Regions from separate parts of the Danio rerio genome. Here region 1 is linked to region 2. A link is a contact called in public Hi-C data. All regions are on one chromosome and are shown on one strand. Each heading gives the region's core, a stretch centred on a gene start, on an enhancer-like site or on the middle of the called end of the contact. The rest is flanking DNA. Distances are from core to core; before and after follow the strand shown.

What was found. A called contact is a pair of places that touch in the nucleus more often than the background predicts.
Region 1: a contact with region 2 is called in a Hi-C map of an unstated tissue, with 2.9 times the contacts expected there. The contact joins the promoter of tfpi2 here to the promoter of vps50 in region 2. A contact is called at or near these places in 3 of 18 Hi-C or Micro-C datasets (caudal fin, hematopoietic stem cells and an unstated tissue).

Annotation. Positions count from the first base shown.
Region 1 is chr19:43,482,614-43,487,838 of GRCz12tu, forward strand. tfpi2 (tissue factor pathway inhibitor 2) reads right to left here and starts at 1,896. Exons shown (of 5, transcript NM_001040096.2): 1 at 1,757-1,896; 2 at 1,463-1,633; 3 at 1-152. The coding sequence starts at 1,838. It overlaps gngt1 (guanine nucleotide binding protein (G protein), gamma transducing activity polypeptide 1), which reads left to right and starts at 3,602. Exons shown (of 3, transcript NM_199967.1): 1 at 3,602-3,625; 2 at 3,719-3,817. The coding sequence starts at 3,722.
Region 2 is chr19:43,005,414-43,010,484 of GRCz12tu, forward strand. vps50 (VPS50 subunit of EARP/GARPII complex) reads left to right here and starts at 3,446. Exons shown (of 29, transcript XR_012395230.1): 1 at 3,446-3,595.

The sequences.
Region 1 (5,225 bases), core at 646-3,145, 480 kb after region 2:
TTCCTCTGGGTTTCGAAAATTGTTCTCATTCCCTTGGCAGCCACCATAAGTGAATGGTTCACACTGCATGGAGGTCATATTGAAGAAATAACGGCTGAAGAGGCCACGGCAGGGCCCCTCTTTCTTTTGAAAACGACAGATCTGGGGGATTTCTGGAACAAAACACAAGTCAGAGTGAGCATTTCAGAAGATTACTCACGAGCTCAAGAGTAAACAGAATGACTATGACCATTTTTTTTTTACCGTGAACTTAAGAAATAAGGTTTAATGGTGATATGAGATCTACATTATTTTCTATTTCGTTAAAAACCTATAAATCTTTCTAAAAGTAATTCAAGCCAATAAAAAGGTTATTTTAGGAACTGATAACTAAAAGGTTCTTTGGAGAACCAACAATTTGTTTTGATAAACCAAATGTGACTATGGACCAAAAAACAGTCATAACGGTGCATTTTAATTTACAGTATTTATTTAAAAATCTGTAATCTCAGAGTAAAAAAAATACATAAATATTGAGAATATCACCTTAAAAGTTCAAATTATGTTCAAATTAAGAAAAAAGAAATATAACTAATATATACATTTTTAAAAATCACGTAAACTCCAAATAAGTTCTTAGCTATGCATAATACCAATCAAAAAAATACTTTGGATTTATTAATTTACTTACTTTATTTATAAAGCACAATACAACAGTATTGTAAAAAAAAATTAATGTAATAAAAAACATAGAACACATAAAACCTTGAATTGAATTGAATTGAATTTAGAGAAAAATCAGGCGCACAACCTTCTTTAATAAAAAAGTTATACACTAAATTTATAATTATTAGAATTAATATGCATAATTTCTAAATAACTAAAAATATATATTTATTATATACCTTAGAATTTAATAAAGCGTTATTTATTATATCTTTTTAAGTAAAGTATTGTACCTTATAATGTCATGAAGTAATTCTCAATATCTGTTTTTCTTGAGCACATACAACTGTCTTGATAAATAATAAATGCTTTTTCTTTTGTTAAAGCATTGATCTGCTAAATAATCATTACTACTTCTCTAAACGGATTACTTCTAACTGGATTTACATTTAACTGCTTAATTTATTTAAGGCAAGCAATCAAGTAAAGTCCAAATGAAGTTCTTAATACTAATCAAAAATTAACTTTTAATATATTTGTTTATTTACATAACACAATACAACAGTATTGTAAAGTAATTAATGAAATAAAAAAACAACATACAACACACAAAACATTGAACATAGAGGGAAAATTTGGCTCACAACTAAGTTGTTATAGGCCTTATATCTAAAATATGGTAGGAAAGTTAAAATTCTAATGATTTTGGTCATAAAATTTTGACTGTATTTTTAACTATTCCCACAAATATAGTCAACATGGTTGTTTACTGCATTTTTGGTGATTTGACAGCATTTGTACTTGAAAATGAACGTACTTGGTATCCTGAAGCATGTTTTCTGACATTCCACGAAAGACCTGAAGTTGTTTTGGTTTCCTCCACAGCCGCTGTAGCTGAACTCTTCACACTGCTGGCTGATTGTATTGTAGTAAAACCGCTGAATGTCGTCATTACACGTCCCTTCTTCAATTTGCAACAGACAAACTTCTGTGAGCGAATAAAAAAAATCGCATTAAAAATATTAAAAGCCAAATTTGCGTATCAGCATTGAACAGAACCGCTCGTTTCGCCCAGTTTCACAACTTTGGAACTGCTCAATGTTATCTTTACCTTTAGGTTGTAACGTCAGTCCGACGGCGCTTTCTAGCACAGAAATGAAAAGCAACAGAGCTCCGAGTAAATCACACGCCATTGTGATGGACTTGGGGTCGTGAGATCGCGTGTAAGTCTGATATGTTAATGTTATGTTGCTCGCCTGATATGACTTGACTTCTCACACAATCATGGGCTTATAAAAGGAGATTCTGCCAGGGGTGGAATTGAAAGGGCGGGCTGAACTTAGTCATTTCCATCACAATTACACCCAGGACTACAGCAAACTACGTCTATTCCCATTCCCAAAGGAGGAAATAAATAATTACGGCATATTTCAGAGATATTTCAATGGCAGATTCATATTAGTCTTTTACATATTATTATTAAAATATACATAGTTTTTATGTAGGCTATTTGTGTATACAATACAATATATAAAAGTACAACAATTTAAGTTACCTCTTTTAATATAGTATTACAATTTTAATTATATAGTATTATTACTATTATTCTTTTAATATGTTGATACATTTCATATATATATATATATATATATATATATATATATATATATATATATATATATATATATATATATATATATATATATATATATATATATATATATATATAAATGTACCAATATAATAAAATAATAATAGTAACTATAATAATACTATATAATTAAAATTATATCATTTATTCATTTTCTTTTCGGCTTAGTCCCTTTTTTAATCTGGGGTTGCCACAGCAGAATAAACTACTAATTTATCCAGCATATGTTTTACGTAGCAGATGCCCTTCCAGCTGTAATCCATCACTGGGAAACACCCATAGACTCCTATTCACACACATAAACTATTATACACACTATATATAAGACATAATATATAACCAACCAAATAAAAGTAGAATTATCATAATCATTATTATTTTATAATAATAACGACAAATTAAACAATATATACCATAAAATACTATAATATGTCTAAACATAATATAATAAAATATAAATATAACTAAATATAATTATTATTGTAATTAAATATCTTCTATAAATGTGACAACGATAATAGTAGCATATAATAAAATTATTATTTTGTGATAAATATATTAATAATATTAAAATAAATAAATGATGATACATAATATTGTAGACTGATTACAATCCAGTACTAAAAATAAATTAATAACAAAGCCAAAAAAATAAAATAAAAACAAATTTAAAAATAAATCATTTTAAGTTTAAAATTGGTTTAAAAATTATTTATGTAGAAATAAACGAATACAATTTAAATTAAAACTTTTTTAAATAAAAGAAACCTTTTTCAAGTTGATGAACTTAATTTTATATACATTATTTAACAATAAAATAAAATACAGAAATTAAATGAGTAAATAATAAATATTTTTATAATATAATATAATATGATATAATATATGTTTTAATGTAGCGCATAATATAACATTTTGTGAAAGAACACATGTCATATCTTGTATGATCATGTATTATCTAATGTGACAGGTTAAGGGTAACATGGATTAGCATGCTCATCACAGTAGCCTGTAATACTTTCTATGTCCCCTTGACCTACATTGCAATCCATCGCTCATTAGCAGAAAACCTTTCATGCCAATTTGATTATCTTTAGGATATAATTGAGTTGTACAAGTATGCATTTCATTTGCCGAATGTATTTTAATCCACAATAATAGTTAACCACAAAGAAAAAAAGAAGACTATAGAAAGGTAAAATAAGAGTACTTGTTTTAATGAGATTAAGAGATTGCAATGTTTATGCAGATTACTTTATAAACCGGATTGAGAGAGATGTGCAGAATCTCTGTCCATTTTCCAGAGTGGAGACCTCATCGTAAGCAGCAGTAAGTTTGCTTATTTCCAGTATATTGAATATCAAATATAATCCATTCATTCAACACAACATGTAAATGATATGATTGTTTGATTTCATGCAGAAAATGCCGATCATAGATGTAGAAAATATGACTGACCTGGATAAGGCGAAGATGGAAGTAACCCAGCTCAAAACTGAGGTGAAGCTAGAAAGGGCGAAGGTAAGCAATTGTGTTATGGGCAGGGTTGGATAACTTACTTCAAAAAAGCAATCCAATACTAATTACATCATTACAATAGTATTTAGATTACTTTTCTAATAACTTTGTGTGAAAAGTTACTCAATAAGTAATTCAATGAATTTATGCATTAATAAAACATTCACATAAATTTTACAATAGAAATTATATCTTAATTTGTTCAATTTGAGTCAAACAGAAACTTTTATTTTTATTTAAAGAGAAAAAAACACTTAAAATGTACATATCTATAAAAACATTTTATATTAAAGACACCATATTTCATACATAGCATTATTTGACACATTTCTTAAGCATATACAACTGTTGGACAAATCTAACCTTCTTTAATTGAAAAAACTATATATTAGATTTATAATTGAAGACTTCAGATGCAAAAACCTCTAAAAGCCATTTGATGTTTTCCTATAAATTTAGTATTTTTCTCAGACTCTTGTGTGTTGGCTCAGTAGTTTTACACTTATAGTGACTTTTCATAGCCTTTCAAGTGAAATAACTGAACTTAAACATAGGAGGTTGAGATAAATTCTTATATTAGGAGAACATTTCAGACCGCAGTTAGAGGTTTTTGCACTCTTCAATTATTAGAGTTAATATGCATAATATCTGAATAATTAAATTAGATGTTTTTATTATATATCTTTATAATTTAATAAATTATTATGTAATATAATATTAATTTAGGTTTTATACCTTATGATGTCATGAATTAATTCTCAATATTTTTTTTTCTTAAGCACACACTGAAAAAGCCTCATTAGAACAGCTTAAATAAATGACTTCAGCTTCTTACATCTAAAAGAATGTAGTTATGTAGAATAAGTTTTTCCAACTTATTTATTACTGAAAAACATAATGAATTAAGTGGAAACTAATTAATTCATCTAGATTTAACAAACTGAAGTCATTTCTGAAGTAGTTTTCACTTTTTACAGTGCATGCAATTGTCTTGATCTCTACTTCTCTGAATAGATTTATACAGAATGGTAGAGAATGGTAGAATTTAAGGCAAGTATATTATATGTAAATGTAATTAAATTACCTTAAAAGTAAAAAGTAATCACTTAAAATATTTTTTTTCAGTGGGAAAGTAATTTAATTACAGTAACTAGTTATTTTGTTAATAAATCGAACAGACAAAACATATATTTATATACTTCATATACACCAAACAAACACTGATCATTCATTAAAAAAAAAAATGCTGGGTTCCACACAATAACTTCATGTTGTCCCAACACAAATCGACAAGTTAATTTCATTGTTTTGTTTAGTTTTTTTTACAAATTTAAGTGGAATGAACATAAACAATTAAGTTGTTCGGAAAAAAACCTTAAGAATTAAGTTGTTTCAACTCATCTTAACTAAG
Region 2 (5,071 bases), core at 2,196-4,695:
CTTTCTTACTAACCTGCAGATGGTGCAGAATGACAGGAACATGCAAACCAGAACGCATTATATCCATACTGGCTTTTGGTCACCGTCTTTCTGTTCATTTTAGGATACATTTTAGTTTAAATCCCCTAATCGACTACCTTTCTGCGTTAATTCACTTACACTCCATCAAGGGCACTTATGCTGTTTCACACACAAGGCTGAAATCAAGGGGGGACCTTGCCTTTGCAGTTGCCCCTAAACTTTAGAAAAAATTGCCTCTCCATGTTAGGAAGGCTAACCTTTCTGTTTTTAAATATCTTTAAAAAATTTCTTTGGCTTTAAATAAACATATGAGTCTTATCTGTTGTATCATTTGTTTTAGATGTGGAATGTGTGTTTTTAAAAAGCACTTATAAACATTGACTTTGACATTTAGCAGGACGTCAAAAACGTCAAAAATGCAAATCGATTTGATGTCAAAACATTGACATCAATTTGACGTCCATTCATTGATGTAATTTGGACCAGCAAAATGACAACACAAAAAGAAAAGAAAATTTTTATTCATCTTTTAGCTTCAGTTACAAATTGACAAGAGCTTTTGTATCAGTGCATGTAAGATTCCTTGATGTAAAAGCGACGTCAACTCGAAAATCTGGTCCTGTTATAAATTTTAGACGCGATCGTTAGATGTCAATTTAATGTCGTTTGACATAGTCAATACACAAATTAGCATTTTTGTACTTCTGGAATCAGCCGGGAGGTTTATAATGTGACTGTATGTGTGTTTATTTCCAGTGTTTCACAGGAAAAGCATGGGTATGTGATCAGCAGCTGCTTAGCCTCTCCCTCATTTGACAGTGAAATGAGCAGCGAGAACAGCGGCGCTTTATTGACGACAAACACAAACTAGCTCTCTGTCGAATCACTTCAGCATGAACAGGCAGTTGGAAACACTCTCAAACTCCTACGCTGAAGTTTTTTTTGGCAGATAGCAGGAATAGGCTATTTGTTGTAAACTCTCTTTGACGCAAAAAAAACTAAACAAAGAGTTTGTATACTTTCTAAGAATGGGGTGAATGTTTGCTGCCTGCCGTGTGTGTTTAGCCTAACAGTTAGCTAACAACCAAATTATTTTAGTTTAGCAGGGGATCCTATGTGGAAAACCCACATGAAAAAATATAACGTTAGGCTAGTAACTAGTGGTTTATAAATAGTGTTTTAAACTAGGCGAATACTGGTATAGTTGCTGTAATACAACTCATTCCCTTTCTGTTTTTAAATCGTCTTAAAATCATTTTTACGCTTTGGCTTTAAATACCAATGAAAGATCTGTTGTATTTGTCTTTTGTTTTAGATGTGCGTAGAGCACTTTGGTAAGCACTTGTTGTTTTTAAAAAGTGCTTTATTCATTAATTATCTTATTATATCGTGTTCGTTCAGTTTCTTTACAGCTATAGTCCCTTTATTAATCAGGGGTCGCTACAGCAGAATGAACCACCAACTTATCCAGTTTTACACCTCGAACAAGCAGCCTTCTTGCTGTGAGGTTGTGCTACCATATAACAAATGACTCAATGCTGTAGTGTTTTTTTAACTACATTGTATTACAATACACCATGTCTACTGTATAAAACACTAAAGTATACTACAGTATTTATTATTATCATACTATATTTCATTGTACGCTATGATGTAGGAACCACACAAAGTTGTAGATACTAATGTATTCAGTATAATACATTTTACTGTTTACATTAAATTATTGTAGTATTTTTTTCATGTGGGAAGACAAGAGACATGTGAAAGCTTTTTTGTTTAATTGTCGCATAAGGGTGGAGAGGCAAATTATGGAAATTTCTAATAAGTGTTTCTACCAGGGTATTTACACCAGATTATACAAATATAACTGCTCAAGGCATGCCAGCTTTTTAATTTAGCTTTAAACATAAAAGTGGAGTTTAGTCATGTGAACTATAGTTTTGTCTCAGGCGACACACACACACACACACACACGCACGCACACACACACACACAGTTGTATGGCTATATTTGTGGGGACTTCCCATGGATGTAATGATTTTATACTGTATTTAATACCTATTTTCCTACCCCTAAACCCAGTCCATTATTACATTGCACATGTTTTACATTATTCAAAATAGCTTATAATTGATTGTTTATTTCCTCACAAGTGCCAAAAAATGTCACTAAAAGGTCAACATTTACTGTTATTGCTTTACTTACATACACTCACACATGCACAATTGTACAGACATCTTTATGGCAACTTGCCTTAGAAGTAAAGATTTTTATACTGTAAATTATATCCTCCTACTCTTAAACCCAAGCCATTTTTACATTATTTAAAATAGCTCATTATTTATTATTTATTTCTTCAGAAGGATCAAAAAATGTCACTAAAAGGTCAACATTGACTGTTATTGCTTTACTTGTGAACACACATGCACAGTTGTACAACTATCTTTATCGGGACTTCTTTTGGAAGTAGGGATTTTATACTGTATGAATCCTTGGGTAACACGGTGGCTCAGTGGTTATGTCCCGGGTTCAAGTCCTGGCTGGGTCAGTTGGCATTTCTGTGTGGAGTTTGCATGTTCTACCTGTTGGTGTGTTCTCTTCTGTGCTCCGGTTTCCTCCACAGTCCAAACACGTGTGCTATAGGTGAATTGAATATGCTAAATTGGCCGTAGTATGAGTGTGTGTTCATGTGAAAGTGGGTTGCAGTTGGAAGGGCATCCACAACATATGCTGGATAAGTTGACAGTTCATTCAGCTGTGGCGACCCCTGTTGAATAAAGGAACTAAGCTGAAGGAAATTGAATGAATGAATATATCCTCCTACCCTTAAACCCAAGACATTTTTAAAAAATAGCTTTTTTTCTCTCTCGCAAGTACAAAAAATGTCCCTTAAAGGTCCATATTTACTGTTAGCTTCACACACACACACACACACACACACACACACACACACACACACACACACACACACACACACACACACACACACACACACGGTGAAATAAAGCAAAGGCTCAAAATTACAACAAAGAAATATGAAGTAAAAAGTCAAAATGTGCTTTTACTAACTCATAATTATTAGATAAACGTTGGAATTCTGACTTAAAAACCTTATTATTGTATACTAGTTGAAGTAGAAAACTCAATTATAATTAAAAAGTAATTAAAAGCATAATTATTAGCCTACAAAAGCATAACATGATGTCATTTTTAACCTGTAGTCTAACTTTAACATTTATACTAATGACTTCAATATGGTGGTTCATTCCGCTGTGGAACCTCTAATAAATATGGCACGAAGCCAAAGGAAGATAAATGATTGAATGAATTTCCATATCACAATTGTTTAACATTTACCAAAAGCATTATGTTTTAGTACGCTTGTCTGACAAAGAACTACAAATCCCACGTTGCACTGCTCGGCTGTCACGTGAGCGCAACAGTGAACATGGCACCTGTCTAGCACTGCAGGAATCGCCTTTTGACAGAAAAGCATCACAGAAAACATCGCGTTTTACTGTTTAGTGTCCTCGACTGTTCGATGCAGAAAATCAAGTCTCTGATGGCCCGTCAGGTGAGTTATTTCTCATTTTAAATCAGTCTGTTGCTGGATTTCATTGCCGAATCCGGAAGCATCATTAAGCTAACTTGCTAGCTAAAATACAAATAAACAGAAAAAGAGCCTATATGTTCTAGAGATCTGCACATTTAATAATAGTATTAGTCCACTTGCAAAATGTCCATTTGGGGACATAACCAAAATAAGTCAATTGATAAATGAAGGGTTTATTGTAAGCTCCTGAATAGCAAGTTGAGACATTTAGAGCTTATACTGCTCAGAATTACTTTAAAATGAAATCATTTAATTATTAAATCAGAATTATTTGTTAAGACGAGAAACGAATGGTGTCGTCAAGTATTATTTTGGCATTGTCAATATGGTGCCTGCATTGTCAGATGTGTTTGTGCTCATCTTTTTTGGTATTGCTCAATGAATTAATTACACAATGTTTTTTGAGGTGTTGACTTCTCAAATGGTTTGATCGTCAATTTGTAAATGTTTTCGGCTTAGTGCTTCTTATTAATCAGGGGTTGCCACAACAGAATGAACCGCCAACTTATCCAGCATATGTTTTGCGCAGTGGATGCCCTTCCAGCTGCAATCCATCACTGGGAAACACCCATACACTCTCATTCACATACATACACTACAGACAATTTAGCTTACCCAATTCACCTGTACCGCATGTCTTTGGACAGTGGGGGAAACCGGAGCACCCAGTGGAAACCCACGCGAACGCAGGGAAAACATGCAAACTATACTTAGAAACGCCAACTGACCCAGCCAAGGCTCGAACCAGCGACGTTCTTGCTGTGAGGCGACAGCACTACCTACTACGCCACTGCGTCGCCTAATGCCAATATAGTTTGCCCAATTCACCTATAGCGTATGTCTTTGGAGTTGTGGGGGAAACCGGAGCACCTGGAGGAAACCCATGCCAACATGGGGAGAACATGCAAACTCCACACAGAAATGGCAACTGACCCAGGTGAGGCTCGAACCAGTGACCTTCTTGCTGTGAGGTGACATCGCTGCCCACCACGGGCAAGAACTACATTGAATCTTAAATAAGTATTATAGAAAAAAATGTAAATATGAAACAAGAGAAGCTAATTTTGTTTTAATTATTTGACATGTTTTTGTAATATAAAAATTTCAAACTTTATAATGGTTCCTCTGAGGATAGTATGAAATCTTGTTTGGACTACAGATTACAAACAAACAAACAAACAAACTAACAAACTAAATAAATAAATAAATAAATAAATAAAAATAAAGGTAATTATTTGCAATTTTTTTAAAAGTTTTTTTAAATTAAGATATCCATTGCATTGCATTGCACAGCATTACATCAAATATTACAACATCTCTAGTTTTATTTATTTATTTATTTATTTTGCAAAAAAGATTTCAACAAATTAAATAACACACAGACACACACACACAAAAAATAAAAATAAAATAAAAAAATTGTATAGACCCAGAATA